3 separate regions of the Sus scrofa genome follow, and regions 2 and 3 are each linked to region 1. Evidence: chromatin contacts called from public Hi-C and promoter capture Hi-C data. All regions are on one chromosome and are shown on one strand. The core of a region is the stretch at or near the end of the contact, and the rest is flanking DNA. Distances in the headings are between cores, read along the strand shown.

What was found. Promoter capture Hi-C pulls out the DNA fragments that hold promoters and counts their contacts. Hi-C and Micro-C count contacts between places; a contact is called where the count stands out from the background.
Region 2: a Hi-C map of embryonic fibroblasts shows a contact between it and region 1, with 1.8 times the contacts expected there. The contact joins the enhancer-like site here to the promoter of SZRD1 in region 1. A contact is called at or near these places in 2 of 5 promoter capture datasets (fetal skeletal muscle and liver), 3 of 47 Hi-C or Micro-C datasets (alveolar macrophages, embryonic fibroblasts and retroperitoneal adipose tissue) and 2 of 2 datasets of contacts at active chromatin or transcription factors (alveolar macrophages and skeletal muscle).
Region 3: a contact with region 1 is called in a promoter capture Hi-C map of liver, with 4 times the contacts expected there. The contact joins the promoter of SPEN here to the promoter of SZRD1 in region 1. A contact is called at or near these places in 2 of 5 promoter capture datasets (fetal liver and liver), 3 of 47 Hi-C or Micro-C datasets (heart right ventricle and liver) and 1 of 2 datasets of contacts at active chromatin or transcription factors (alveolar macrophages).

What each region holds. Positions count from the first base shown.
Region 1 is chr6:75,456,441-75,461,223 of Sscrofa11.1, reverse strand. SZRD1 (SUZ domain-containing protein 1) reads right to left here and starts at 2,100. Exons shown (of 4, transcript XM_005665044.3): 1 at 1,979-2,100. The coding sequence starts at 2,029. LOC100522143 (a long non-coding RNA gene) reads left to right here and starts at 2,267. Exons shown (of 2, transcript XR_303959.3): 1 at 2,267-3,151. It overlaps LOC110255192 (a long non-coding RNA gene), which reads right to left and starts at 1,522. Exons shown (of 2, transcript XR_002344914.1): 1 at 1,446-1,522.
Region 2 is chr6:74,961,887-74,966,669 of Sscrofa11.1, reverse strand. It overlaps FBLIM1 (filamin-binding LIM protein 1), which reads right to left. Exons shown (of 9, transcript XM_005656021.3): 9 at 2,504-4,783. Among named protein-coding and RNA genes, the nearest start is that of FBLIM1, 34 kb to the right of the region's middle. Within about 2 kb of position 2,304, at least 16 of the 83 cell types and tissues checked have an H3K27ac peak or open chromatin away from gene starts, as enhancers often do. A contact at or near this core is called in alveolar macrophages, embryonic fibroblasts and retroperitoneal adipose tissue, where this site is marked.
Region 3 is chr6:75,012,823-75,017,605 of Sscrofa11.1, reverse strand. SPEN (msx2-interacting protein) reads right to left here and starts at 2,041. Exons shown (of 16, transcript XM_021095393.1): 1 at 1,633-2,041. The coding sequence starts at 1,715.

The DNA of each region.
Region 1 (4,783 bases), core at 851-3,350:
CCTAAAAAACCAAAAACACACACACAAAAAAGAAGCATTTCCTTGATGGAATGCAAGTTATATTTTTTTGAATTGTCCTTTGATTGAAGATGTATCTCCTTGGGAGAACAGGTAAAGGGGGCAATTTTATATCAGGTAAGTGTCTGTCATACTAAAAGCAAAAAGACTATTTACAGAATATTTGAGGTTAAATCTTACATCTCTGGTGTCCATTTAGCTATAAAGTGCGGGAGTGGGCTAGCTGTTCTTTAAGCAGCTTACCTGTTCTGAAAAACTAAAGCAATCCTCAGTTTCTGAACCCTACATTCATTTTTGTTCTTCTCATTTTCTTCTTCTTTAATGTCAGAAACTTATGTCCCTTTGAAACAAGTGAGAAAAAAACAAAGAAAGGACAAGATGCTCAAGAAACTTATCATTTGAGTCATTCCAACTGTAAACCAAACTTTTTTGCAGGGAGCAGCATGAAGGGTCCTGAATGATTCACTCACACCTGTGGCAGGCGCCAATAAACGCCTCTGGCAGAGATTGTGAATTCTCTAGCACAAAATTACTGCTAAGCACTCTGTCTAGCACATGGCAGACCTCCTAAATGTTTGTTGATTGAAAAATACCTAGCTGACACCTGTTGCCCTCTATAAAATCTTTCGATTGCTCTCCCTACTCAAGCCACAAATCCAAGAAAGATGGCTGGCCCGTAAGAACTATACAAAATACCTCCTGAACGAAATCAATTCTTCAAATCCTCAATCATGCTAAGTGGGGAAAAAAACACCTTGAGAGAAATGCTTGAACCACCACCAGCAAAAACTTCAAAGTCAAAATTTCAACATTAAGGGAATGTTAAGGGAGTGCATCCATTTCTTGGTCTCTTCAAGCGCTGACAAGCACCCTCAAAGGAGCTTGATGAAAAAAACAAAAACAAAACCCACCTTCTGTTGTTCTATTCCGGTAACACTCGGCTCTCCACGCCCTACTCCCGACACATAAACCTTCAAGGTGGATGTCACTCGAGCCAGAACTGAACAATGAACACGAGGAGGACAAAACCAAAAAGACATCTCCCCACCTTCACAAGGATCACCACAGAACCGCAAACTCTGAGAAAACCAAATTAAACGCGAACCTAATAGAACTGACTATTCCGGCTTGAAACAGAGTATGTTTCCTACAGCTTGTGGAGGCAAACAAAACTCCGAAAAGCAAAGTCGAACGGTCCATTTCTCCCCTCCCTTCCCAGGAATGCAGCTACTTTACATATCACACCCCTCCCCCCTCGACCCCGGCAATCACTCTGCGAGACCCTTCCCCGGTGATCGGATCGTTGGGTGCGCCTCGGGGAGAAAGGCTGGCCGCTAGGCTTTCGGTTGTTCCGGCAGGGTCCCCGGGAGACCAGCCTGCCAGAGCGCTCAGTAAAATTAAAAGAGGAAAAACCCAGACTCGCCCACCGTGGCGGATGACGCAAAGCGGTGGGGGATTTTAGCATGCCCAGAAATGACTCGATTTCCTCTTGCTCTTCTCCGGGGCCAGATTTGCCTCCTGGGTCCGCGCATTCCCTCCCCCCACCCCCCGCCCCCGCCAAGTGGTGTGTCGCTCCTAGTCGGAGCACATGAACTTTAAAATGGTGCTTTGCACAGGGGACCGACAGGGAAAAGAGGAGTCGGGTCAAAGGCGCCTGGGGCGGGCTAGCGGGCGCCAGGAAAAGAGGTCCTAGTGGCGGGTGGGGCGCCCCGGATGACGCGCACGCCGGTAGGGAGTAGGGAGTGGAAGGAAGAGCACCAGGCAAAAGTGCAGGGAGAAATGGAACGTGGCCCCTTTAAGAGGCCTTCACCGAGCTCAGGAACCGGGGGCCTCTCCTTCACCCCCGGCCCGGCGTGTGGGGCCCTTCCTCAGGGAGAACCATCCCCAGACCCGCTCCCCCGAGGCTTTCCTCACGCCAGGTCCCGCCCGGCCCAGCCCCGGGGCGGCGGCTCCTCCTTACCCCGCTGTCTGCCGCCTCCTCCCAGCTCTCAGCGACCTCCTCATCTTCCATCTTACTCGCCGCTTTCCCTCCTCCCCCACCCCCTCCCCGCGCCTGCGTCCTGAAGCGCGCCTTGGTCGCGGGCGCCGGCACGCAGGGCTTTGCTCAATGAACCCCGCCCCCTGTCAAGCCCGGAAGAGGCTCCAGGCCAAGGCCCAGGAACGTCAAGGAAGCCATCTTGGAAAAGGGAAAGCATAAAGTTGCCATTTTTCTTAAGGGCAATGTGTCATTTCTCTTGCCGAATGGGAGTCCCTGTGAAGTCATCCTCTTTAGTATGGGAAGTGTGTTCTTTAGAACCATCTTTTCCAAGGGCAGGAAATTACTCTTTTTTTTCTTTTAAGGTGTAGTTTCCTAAGCTGCAGATTATGGTTTTTTCCAAAATTTTGAAAACATATGTATACCTCGACAAAGTGAAATAGCGGACATAACACTGTCCAGTTTAAACTGGTTTTGACTCCTTAAATAGGTTGTTGATTAATCAGACTTTGAGGTATTTTATAGAGGCAGCACTGCTCATGTGCGAGATGGGAACTCTTGTTTCCAGGAGGACCCCGGAACTAAGAATCTTCAGTTTAGGGAACTCAAATAGAAATGTTGCCCCCGGAATCCTTTACCAGGCGTAGCAAGAAGTCTTTTGTGGAGGAAAATCCGGTTTCCAGCCCCCCACCGTACCTTGCTTACCATATATGGACTGCTTTGAAAACTAGCCAATCAACTTGTGCCAACTTTGAAATTTCCCTAACCCTTAAATTTTGCCCCAAACCCTGGCTGGGACGGGGGAGACAGATTTGAGCCCTGCCTCCTGCCTCCTTATTGCTACCTCGCAATAAAGCTCTTTCTTTTCTCAAAAGTTGGTGCCGTAGTATTGGCTTCTAAGGGCGCCAGGCAGTGAACATGGTCCGTTCTGGTAAGAATTTCTGGCGACGGTGAAGGGACCAAGGTCTTGCGATCGCCTGTCTGAGGCACTGTAGCCCCCGGCTGGGTGTAGGCCCTCGCCACCGACCCTGAGTGGCCACCTAGACTGAATTTGTCTAGAGGCTTGGCTGTCGGGTTCCTGCTTCCCGCCGCTGCGGCGCTCCAGGCTTCTCTACGTTACTCACTTTTGGGGAAAGAAACAGCTCCTGGATCTTTTGGGTGAGTAACCTCGTTTAACTGCGCTTGTGCCTAAATTGTTTAATATAATTTCACCAGGATTGTGGGTTAGACTCACAATCCCTATACTGTCTAAGGGAGACAGTATAAAAGGTTACAGCGGCTGAGGTACTCAAAAGATCGGGTTTAGAGTCCCAGGCCTTTGGATTTGTCTAACTATTTTGTTTATTAGGAATTGGGGTTAACTATTGGATGACCACAGCCACACTTCTAATATATCTGTTTTATGTCATTTTGCTGTGGTCATCCTGAGAAAAAAACCCTTTCAAAATGGGGAATTATGACAGTATACCTGACGGCAGTCCCTTGAAAAGTGTTCTTCAAGGTTGGTCACTGTATAGCTCTAAGTCTATGAAAAAGAAGAAAATGATTTCCTTTTGTAACCATGTCTGGCCCAAATATCAATTGGAATCTGGGGAAAAATGGCCCAAGAATGGGTCTTTGAACTATAATACTATTACACAGTTGGACTCATTTTGTAAGAGAGAGAAAAAATGGGGCGAAATTCCATATGTAGAATCATTTATGTCTTTATATAAGAGGATAAATTTGCATATGACCTTTAAAATGATGGTTCAGAAGGTTGAACCTCAGAAAAAGCCCGTTTTACCCGAGTCAAAGCCTGAAGGTGTTCCAGTACTGCCTCTGCGGGCGCCTGGTGCGGTAGCCCATCCCTCAGCACCACCTCTTCCCATAGCCCCTCTCTCCGCACCTCTTCCGGTAGCCCCTCCCTCAGCACCTCTTGAAGTTCCCGTGACTTCTGACGGGGCTCTTCCTGCAGGCGGTGCTAAGGCTTCTACCAGTCCTCCTAGGGTGGCTGATTCAGCTCTTTCCAGATGGTCGCCCTTACCAGATGGTCATAAAGGAATGGTCTCCCCTCCCTGTACCCTCCAGGGTACTCAATCTGGCCCGGGGGAAACTCTACCCCAGGCAGGGCAGTTTCTGTTAAGGCAGGTGCCAGTAGGCTTGGACGACCAAGGCCAACCCAGAGCACTTGGACTCACACCTTCTTCATCAGTCATTAATTTACATAATTATAAAGCTAAAACGCCATCATATCAAGATGATCTTAAGAAGATGGAGACTCTCTTTACATCCGTTTTTGCTGTTTTTCATCCTAACCCGGCTGACATACAGACCCTCAAGCATATCTTCCTCAGTCAGGAGGAACCCAGCACGATATTAGAGAAGTCCTGCCTGGAAGCTGAAAGGCTCCATTACTTACAGCCAGATGATCCAATCAGAACTCAGGCAGAGCTGGCCATCCCTGAAACTGAACCAGGATGGGATCCCAGTGACCCAGGGGATCAAGCAAGGCTTAATCATTATAAAGAATGTTTAATAACTGGACTTCAAAAGGGGGCAGAGAACTTCAAGAGGGTCCAGAATGTACAACAAGGGCCCAAGGAGGACCCATTCACCTTCCATGTGAGGCTTTTTGATGCTTTACGAAAATATACTGATATAGATCCAGAACACCCAGATAATCTGGGACTGGTCAAGGTAATCTTCATCAGTCAGAGTGCCCCAGACATAAGAAAGAGACTACAGCAACTGGAACGGGGATTGTGGATGCCAACATCTCAGTTGCTTCAGATTGCTTTTGAGGTATTC
Region 2 (4,783 bases), core at 1,055-3,554, 490 kb after region 1:
CCTCTGCTGGCAGAAAGGAGCATCCAAAAACCTGATGAAGGAACTGTTAAAAGATAATTTTCAAGAAGTGAAATCATGACTCCTATACAGATACCAAATGAATGCATGTTAACATTCTGTTTAACTCAAAAGGGAACCGGGTGGATGTTACAACAGGCAGCCGAAACACAGTCACGCTTATAGGTCAGGAATACTGAACTGAATGTGCAGATGGAGGCAAAATGGTTTTTCCACAAGGGGCTGGGGGGGAACCTCTAAGACAAGCCAGAATTTATCAGTTACCTAGAATTTATAAAGTTGTAAAATAGCTTAAAGACAATGAAAGGCTAGAATCCAATAACCAGGAAGTCAGCGCTGCATGTAGACAATCTAGTTTTCTGCTGAAGCGCAGTTTTTTTCTGCAAAAGGAAGGTCATGAGTAGGGTGCATCCATGGTCTCTAAACTGCTGATCGTTCACGAGATTAGTGTGATTCACACACTATGAATGCACGATCCTTTCTGAATGCATGCAGGAAAGCACTTCTCAATGGCAAGAAGCCTGCAGCCTAAAATCAGCAGCTCTTAAGATGAAGGGCTGTAAAATTTTTTCCAGCTGGGTTTTGGCATCTGTATGACATGATGGGATCTGGAACATTCTAGAATGTGGGTGTTTGTGATGTGGGTCTGTAGCACTGACCTGTAGTTTTTCCTGGACATGGTTTGATACTGACTCTGCTGTGCAGCCCCAGACAGCTAAAACCATCTCTCTGATGTACAGCTTGTTTTGAATTGGGGTATTAACAGTAGCTATTTTGTCCATAGTCACTTCATCAATTATTATTTTTTTTTTTTTTTTTTCTTTTTGCCTTTTCTAGGGCCGCTCCCACGGCATATGGAGGTTCCCAGGCTAGGGGTCGAATCGGAGCTGTAGCCACCGGCCTATGCCAGAGCCACAGCAACGCGGGATCTAACCTACAACACAGCTCACGGCAATGCCAGATCCTTAACCCACTGAGCAAGGCCAGGGATTGAACCCACAACCTCATGGTTCCTAGTCGGATTCGTTAACCACTGTGCCACAACAGGAACTCCCAATTATTATTTTTTATGAATAGCTTTTCACCTTATGATAACTGTTTTGTAAAATGATAAAAGCCTTTCTTTGAAATTGTCTTACGGTCATCCTACCAACCTAGCCTTCTCGTCTCCTCCTTCCTGATCCCTTCTGTTCTCCTTTAACCTCACATCTCTACCACTTGTGCCCCTAGCAGAGCAGAGGCAGCATTTGGTTGCCCTGATGGGGCTGGCACATGCTGGGCGTGGCCTCGGGTAAGGCAGACTCTGGGGACAGGTGACAGACAGGAAGTCTCAAGGATCCCTGGCAACCTCATTCTGTCCTTTGTCCTGACTCTGTCTTTACTGAGGCTAGGTACTCAGATATAACTTGTAGGGGTGGCAGCATGGGAACCCCCCGGGAGCGGGGGTGACCCTCCCAACAGGTAGGAATTTGGACAGATGAAGAATTTCAGTCTCCTGACATAGTTTTCCCAGCAATTCCTTAGCCACATTGCTCCCTTTCTCGTTTTCCAAGCCATTTTCTTCTCTCAGCCTCACCCCAATCATGTGCGGTGGGCAGGCAGGAATGATTCCCATTTTGCATCTGGAGAAGTTGAGGACCCCATGGCAGGCATGAGAAGCTGATGCCCAAGGGCTAAATGCTAGCCCATGCTGCCCTCCAGTGGCCATGAATGGCACCTGCCTTTAGGAAGCGCAGGTCTGCTAAGATGCCAACAGCTTTCCAGTGTGGGTAGGGGAGTGTGTCTTCCCCTCAGGACACCTACAACACTTTATCAGCTCAGCCTCATCTCTGAGCATTAAACTGTATATGTTTAATTGTGGTAAGATGTACATAACATCAAATGTACCATCATCACTGTTTTTGTGGCATTAAATACATTCACACTGTTGTGCAACCACCACCCCATTCATCTCCAGACCACTTCTCTCTCTCTCTCTTTTTTTTTTTTTTTTGACTTTTAGGGCTGCACCTGCAGCACAGGGAAGTTCCCAGGCTAGGGGCTGACTTGGAGAGCAGCTGCCGGCCTACCCCACAGCCCATCACAATACCGGATCTTTAACTACTTAAGTGAGGCCAGGGATCAAACCTGCATCCTCATGGATACTAGCTGGATTCACTACCACTGATCTACAAGAGGAACTCCTCCAGACCACGTTTCATCTCGGAAACTCTGTACTTACTAAACAACTCCTCCCCGCCCCCAGCCCCTAACCAACCACTCTTCTATGATTTGAATGACTCTGACTCAAGTGGGATCACATGGTATTTTTCTTTTCGTGACTGGCTGACTTCACACTGCAGAAATCTCCCTAGAAGTGTCCTATTATGGAGTAATTTATAAATAAATATGCAGCCCAGAAGACAAAGGCATCTCCCAGAATTTCATCCAGACACCACTCCTCCAACCACGACCAACCAGCAATAGGCTGGGACATGAGGCATCACAGCACTAGATTGCTCTTTAATGACAGGATAAATCAAACCAAACCAAACTTGGCCAGCAAGAGAGAAAGTGGCCCCAACAGCTGGGCCTTGGAAGCTCCAACCTCACAGCTCCCTGGAGTCCGGTCCTGGAACACAGTGCCTCTGGGCCAGCAGCAGAGATGCCCAACACCCCCTGTCCTGGGGCCACGGCTGCTTTGCCACCAACCACAACTGCAGCGCCACATCCTGGATGGAAGTGAATCAAGCTCCGCATTCACAGGGCAACCCCTGCTTCCTGACCGCACATATCTGAAGCAAACCCTTTTCCTTTGTTTTTTGGCTTTTTACGGCCACATCTGTGGCATATGGAAGTTCCCAGGCTAGGGGTCCAATTGGAGCTGCAGCTGCCAGCCTACACCACAGCCCACAGCCACACCAGACCCAACCAAACTGCGTCTGCTACCTACATAGCAACTCAGGGCAACGCTGGATCCTTAGCCCACTGAGCGAGGCCAGGGATCGAACCCGCATCCTCATGGATACTACTCAGATTTGTTTCTGATGCACCACAACAGGAACTCCCACTAGTCGGATTCTTAACCTGCTGAGCCACAAGCGGAACACCAAACCCCTTCTTCCTGAAATCCTCCCCAAATCCCTCAATATCTGCCCAAGTTCTAAGAGCCACCTAATATCTGCTTCCTGTGATGCCCTGCTGTTCCCCATGCAGTGTGGCTCCCGTGCTGCAGCCTGCATGATGGACCCAGCTCTGGGAACTGCAGGCATGTCTCCAGTGGTCTCTAACTGATGGGCTTCAACAGGAGCCTGGAGGAATGTGGATAGCAGTGCCAGCTAAGAGCTGCCAGCCAGGAGTTCCCACTGCGGCGCAGTAGGTTAAATGTCCCACTGAAGTGGCTCAGGTCGTAGGAGAGGCACCAGTTCAATCTCCTGAGGCGCAGTGGGTTAAAGGATCCAGCATTGTTGCAGCTGCAGCTCGGATTCAATCCCTGACCCATCAATTGGCAGCATTCCTGGAGTGCTGGGATGCAGGCTCGTTTCCTGGCCCCAGTGGGGGCAAAGGATCCATACATTGAGAGTTCCCATTGTGATTCAGTGGTTAACAAACCCGACTAGTATTCATGAGGATGTGGGTTCGACCTCCAGCCTAAGTGGGTTAAGGATCCAGCATTGCCATGAGCTGTGGTGTAGCCTGGCAGCTGTAGCTCTGACTTGACCCTAGCCTGGGAACCTCCATATGATGCCTATGCAGCCCTAGGACAAAAAAAAAAAGGGATCCACAGCTCACAACTATGGCTTGGATCTGATCCTTGGCCCAGGAACTCTGTGACCTGGGGCGGCCAAAAAAGAAAGAAGAAAAAGGGACTATCAGGCAGCGCCAGACAGATTAGGGACCTATGGGCTGGTCAGAAAGCTCCCCAGCCCAGCACTTCTTCCCATCCCAGCAGCCCTGTCTGGTAGATGTTAGTATTGTTCACATTTCAGAGGTGAGAAAAGCGAAGCTCCGAGGGCTAATAACCGGTCTACACTGCTGAGCAGCAGAGCCAGGTCTGAGACCAGAGTCGCTGGCCCCCAGGTCAAGCGCTCACCAAATCCAGCTGGCAGTGCCTGAGCTGCAGTGGGCAGCCCACAGGGAGTGGTCCCAGGGTCCCGCATAGAGAGCGCATCCTGAGGCTGGCGTCAACTCTGCTGAAGGGAGTTGGTGGCCTTAGACAACCTCCCACAGCAATGGCACCACGTGATCACCCAGCAGCCACCTCACTGCTGGTGGGGAGGAGGGACAGGCCCATGCTATGCACTCCTGCAGCACTGAGCAGATGCCCAGACATTTTTTCTGGCGCTTCTATCAAAGACTGGTGTTTTTACCTGGTTAGAACACAGACAAATGAATGCTATGCATTTATTTTCATCTATAACTAGCACAGTAACATGTGACTGCATGGATATACTGCTTAGCATACAACTAAACTGGTGATTAAAAAAACAGTATTTTGAGTTTAAACATATTAAGGAAGTAAGAGACTAAAAGGTCCTTGTACAATAGAGGGTGGAGGTCTGTGAAGGCCTGGAGTTTTGGACTCGCTGCTCTAAGCTTCAGGCAAGAAGCCCTGCTCTGCTCTGAAGCCCTTAAGGGGCCCTTTACCTGGAGGCCAGGGCATCCTCCTAGGAGCACGTGGTTCATCCAGATGGCCCCAGGGATTTAATTTGTTCAGGCCCCACAAAATGTCTCAGAGGTTACAAAGCAACAAAAGAGATTTTCCTTGAAAGGGAGAATCTTCTAG
Region 3 (4,783 bases), core at 792-3,291, 440 kb after region 1:
GTAGTAAACACCAGGAGTCCCTGGGAGCGCGCCTCCCCAGCCCCGCCGAGGACAGCTTCGGCGGGTTATGAATGGCCTCACTATTCCCGGCTCCTTTTCACACGCGGACACGCGCAGACGCGCGCTCCAGCAGTGAAGATTTAATACCCCAGTAACAGCAACCACCAACAGAATCAATGATCCTCCATTTGAAAGAGCGGAGCTCCGCTGTCGCTGCTTCCATTTCCTTATCCAAGCTGCTCAAGAGCAAGCGACGCAATCTATTTTTCCCATGGTGACTCACTAATAAGGGCGCTCCATAGTTTCCTTCACTCAGTAGATAGTAAGAGGAATTAAGAGTAAACCAAACTTAAAACCTTCAGAGGTCTTGATTATCGGAAGAAACAGTAATTTTCGAGGACACTGACAGATTTGCTACAGTCCTTCTCCTTTTACACCGGTGTAAGTAAACCGCCGTTTTCGGTATTTCACATTGAGAGAGGGCTCTATCGGCTATGGCACACATAGATTCCACAAAATAAAAACAATGCTAAAAGCTACTAAATAGGTAAAATGTATCAAGAACGCTTATTCCCACTATCGCGTGAACAAATATGAATATATATATATATATATATATATATATATTCTGGGAAGAAGCTTTTTAAAAGATCTACATCTTCTAGTCTAAGCTTGCATTTTTAAAACCACTGATTAAGGGATTCTGGGCGGGAGGGAAACGCCGTCCTTTTAAAGAAGGCTCCTCGCAGTGAACGCCGGCGCGGCAGCGGCAGCGGAGACCGCGAGGCTGGCGAGCGCCGGCGAGGCGGGGACCCTGCTGCAGGAGGTGGCTCTTCCAGCGCAAACACTCAGTCCCCACCAGCCTCCTGGCCCAGAGACCCCAGCGGGCTGGAGGAAGGCAGGCGAAAGAGCCCAAACAGACGCACCAACTTATTTTCAGACACCATCCTCCACCCAACCCCGCAAAAACAAGGGTAAAAACCAAAACGCTGGCGTTGGCCGTTTCCAATTAGTTTCTAGGTCTGTAAACCTTCCGTGAGAGATCCCTAGAGTCCAGTAGTGTCTCAGCACTTCCGAGATGTCCCTGCATCACCTACCCAGACTTCTGTTTTTGCATAACCTTTCCTCTCACACAAAACCCTCTCTAGGTCAGACATGTCCACGCGTCCGCAGGGCGAGGAGCGGGAGTTGCTGCGGGACTCCGGAGTTGCCCGGCCCGGGGCGGGGTAGGGGTTCGGGTCCCAGCCCGCCGGCGGCTCGGTTCCACAGTGTTGGCCGGGCCGGCGCGGGCAGCCGCTTGGAGCCCGGGCAGCGGCGCGCAAGGACGCGACCCCACCGCCGCCTCGCCAGCCTGAGGGCACCCTCCCGGAGCCGGCTTCGCAGAGGCCGAGCCACAGCCGCCTCCTTATCGGGAAGGGGGACGGAGGCAGCCGGGCCCGCTCTGCCGCCGCCGAGGCCCAACGCCGCGACGCGGGCCGAGCGGCGTCCAGGCAGCCGCGCGCTCCCCGCACCGGTCCGTGGGTCTGGCCCGGGTCCCCTCACCAGTTCCGCGCACGGGGAGGGGCGGGCAACGGGCCGGAGGGGCATTAGCGTCCGAGGAGAGAGCGCGGCCCGGGGCCTCGTGTCACTCACCGTTTGAAGTGCTCGATGATCTTCTCTTCCCGCACATTCTCTGGTAAGTTGCCCACCCAGAGGTGTCTGGTTTCCCGGACCATGCTGGGCGGTGTGCCGGCGACCGCTGGTGCGGGTTCCCCCTCGCCGGCTTCGTACGAGCCCGTCAGCGCCGGGAGGCGGGCGCCGAGGCGGCGGCGGCGGCGGCTGCGGCGGTGGCGTCGGCAGCGGCGGCGGCTCCTCCGGCTCCCCCCCGTGCAGAGACCATCCCTCTCCCCCAGGTTCTGACTCTCGGGCCTCGCAGCTCGGCTCTGCCGCCACCACACACCCGAAGCCGACCCTCGCGCTCCGGCGGCGCATGCGCCCGGGCCGCGGCGGGCGGGGGAGCGGGGAGGAGGGGCGAGCGGGACCCAGGCGGCAGCGACTACGACGGAGCTGGCGCTGTGGCAGCCGGACGCTTCCCACCGGCGCGCGCGGCCCGCCCCCCTCACCGCGGGCGCGCGCGCGTCGGCCCGACCGCCGGCTGAGGCCGAGTCACCGAGTTCCTCCCAGCCGGCGCGCAGGCGCGCGGAAGAGGGAGGAACGCAGAGCCAGGAAGGAACGCTCGCGCGCTTGGTCCCGGTGCGCAGGCGCGCAGCCGTGCGGGGAGCCGGCCGCGGGGCGGGCACTCCGTCAGGCTTGGGGCGCCGCGCGTGCGGAGGCCGAGACAGCCTCCAGACCCTGGAGCAGGGGTCCCAGGCGCCGGCCTGGGGGAAGAAAAGAGAGAAAGAGGGTTGGTATCAAAGCGGCTGTCAAGGCTACTCCTAGGAGAAGCCAGAACCCATTCCCCTGGTCACCCTTTGGCCAGCTTCTGGCCATTTCCGGGCATTTGGATCTGCGCCTGCTTGGGAAAGTGTCAGAACAAGGCCGGCCTTTTTCACCGCCCAGCTAAGCTGTGACGGCTTCAGAAACCCATCCCTCCCAAGAATCATTAGCTTGTAACATTAAGCAACTTTATTTTATATAGGATCTTGCGAAACCGTTTGCAAGATCTCTTTGTTGATCGCTACGGTATACCAGGAATAGAACTGAAATGAGACGGTTACATGTCCGATAGTGTTACTCTCAGCGGATTTACTATAATTTAATATCTAAGTGGAGGAGCAAGTTAGACCTCCTCCAAGCCTTTCCAGGCCTAAGGGCTTTTACATTTTAAAGCCTACAGTTAAACTTTTTAGTTTACAGAATCCCGGGGAAAACTCACAAAATTAAGGAAACGGTATTGAGTCCAGAAAAACGGAGCTGTTTAGAACAGTCAGCAACTCAATTTTCTTTTCCATTTTTAATCTATAGAAATAAAACATCAGAAGTATAGTGCTTCAGGTAAAGACCAGATTTTAAATATTCAATTTCATTCATTGTGCTTTTAAATACAAGCCAACTTATCATCAAACCACTATTGTGAATTGGAAAATATGGCCAGCCTAATAAACGGCACTAATACCAGAGGTCTCCTGTGCATAATTGTTTCTTTTATTCCATAGATGGTAAAGCTCTAAGTATTTTTTTTTTCCACCATATAGTCTAACATAAGATTTTTTTTTGTCTTTTTGCCTTTTCTAGGGCCTCTCCCGCGCCATATGGAGGTTCCCAGGCTAGGGGTCCAATCGGAGTTATAGCCACCGGCCTACGCCAGAGCTACTGCAGCGCGAGATCTGAGCCGAGTCTGTGACCTACATCACAGCTCACCGCAACGCTGGATCGTTAATCCACTGAGTAAGGCCAGGGATTGAACCCACAACCCCATGGTTTCTAGTCGGATTCGATAACCACTGTGCCACAACAGAAACTCCTAACATAAGATTCGTAATCACTTGTCAAAGAGAGTATAAAACTGAGAGTCATGTCAACTTCCCATGTTTGGTTTCATAGTTTATACTGTACTTAAACTTGATCTCAGCAGGTGCAATCAAGACCATTTCTCTTCCCTACTCTCTCAGGATGTCAGAAGGCTAAGCAAGCCCCTGTCTTACACATTTGCAACAAATATAGTACAAAGATGTGCAGAGCTCAGGGGATAACCTTACCATCTATTGAAATTATTTTTGGAATTCTGACAATTTACCTCTAAACATTCTAGATTCTGAGCCAGGTAATTTAACTGTTTGGTTTTTTGTGTTTGTTTGCTATTTTTCTGGCTTATGTTTATATTATCATTCAATACACATTTTTTTTTAATGGGGTGGAGTCAGTAAGAGGGAGAAACAGAAAGAGGTGGTCCAGAAAAGTTAGAAACAGGAGTTCCTGTTGTGGCTCAGTGGTAAATGAATCCAACTAGTATCCATGAGGACAGGGGTTCAATCCCTGGCCTTGCTGAGTGGGTTAAAGATCCGGAGTTGCTGCGAGCTGTGGTGTAGGTGGTGTAGGTCGCAGGCTCAGATTTGGCATTACTGTGGCTGTGGCCAGCAGCTACAGTTCTAACCCCTAGCCTGGGAACTTTCACAAGCCGCAGGTGAGGCCCTAAAAAGAAAAAAAAAAGTTAGAGACAGAAAGAGCACTACCACAAACTACCACAATAGTGGCACTCATTCATAATTCAGTTAAAGTTTTTAAGTACCACCCCAGAGGTTAAATTTGTCTTTATGTAAATCAGAGTCATTAAATGATATGGAAATTTTTGCTCTTGAAAATAGTGTGGAATTGATTCCCCTGAAAAAGTAAAAGCAAATAAAACTATATTCAGATGTAGCATTAGCCATTGACATTTGGCCATTTCTTAGTCACAACTATCTCATACAGAGTATCAGGCCAGCACACTGTTATTTAAACTCACGAACTATATAGTTCTATGTATGTGGGTGCAGTTAGTATTGAACTGACCAACATTTTTCCACAAAGCATGAATTTCAATATTAGCAACCACAAAAATAGACTTTTTTTTTTTTTTTTAGACCACACTCTTGGCACGTAGAAGTTACTGGGCCAGGGATCAAGCCTGCACCACAGCAACAACCTCAGCCACTGCAGTGACAACACAGGATTCTTAACCTGCTTCAACATAAGGAAACTCTGAAACAGATTTCAAAATATCATGTAAACTACTCATTTAAAACTGAATAGACCCTGAATTAATTGGATCTTCTCCGTGTTACCAGGAAGAACAGAAGTGGCTCAGCTCATCACGTTAAAACTA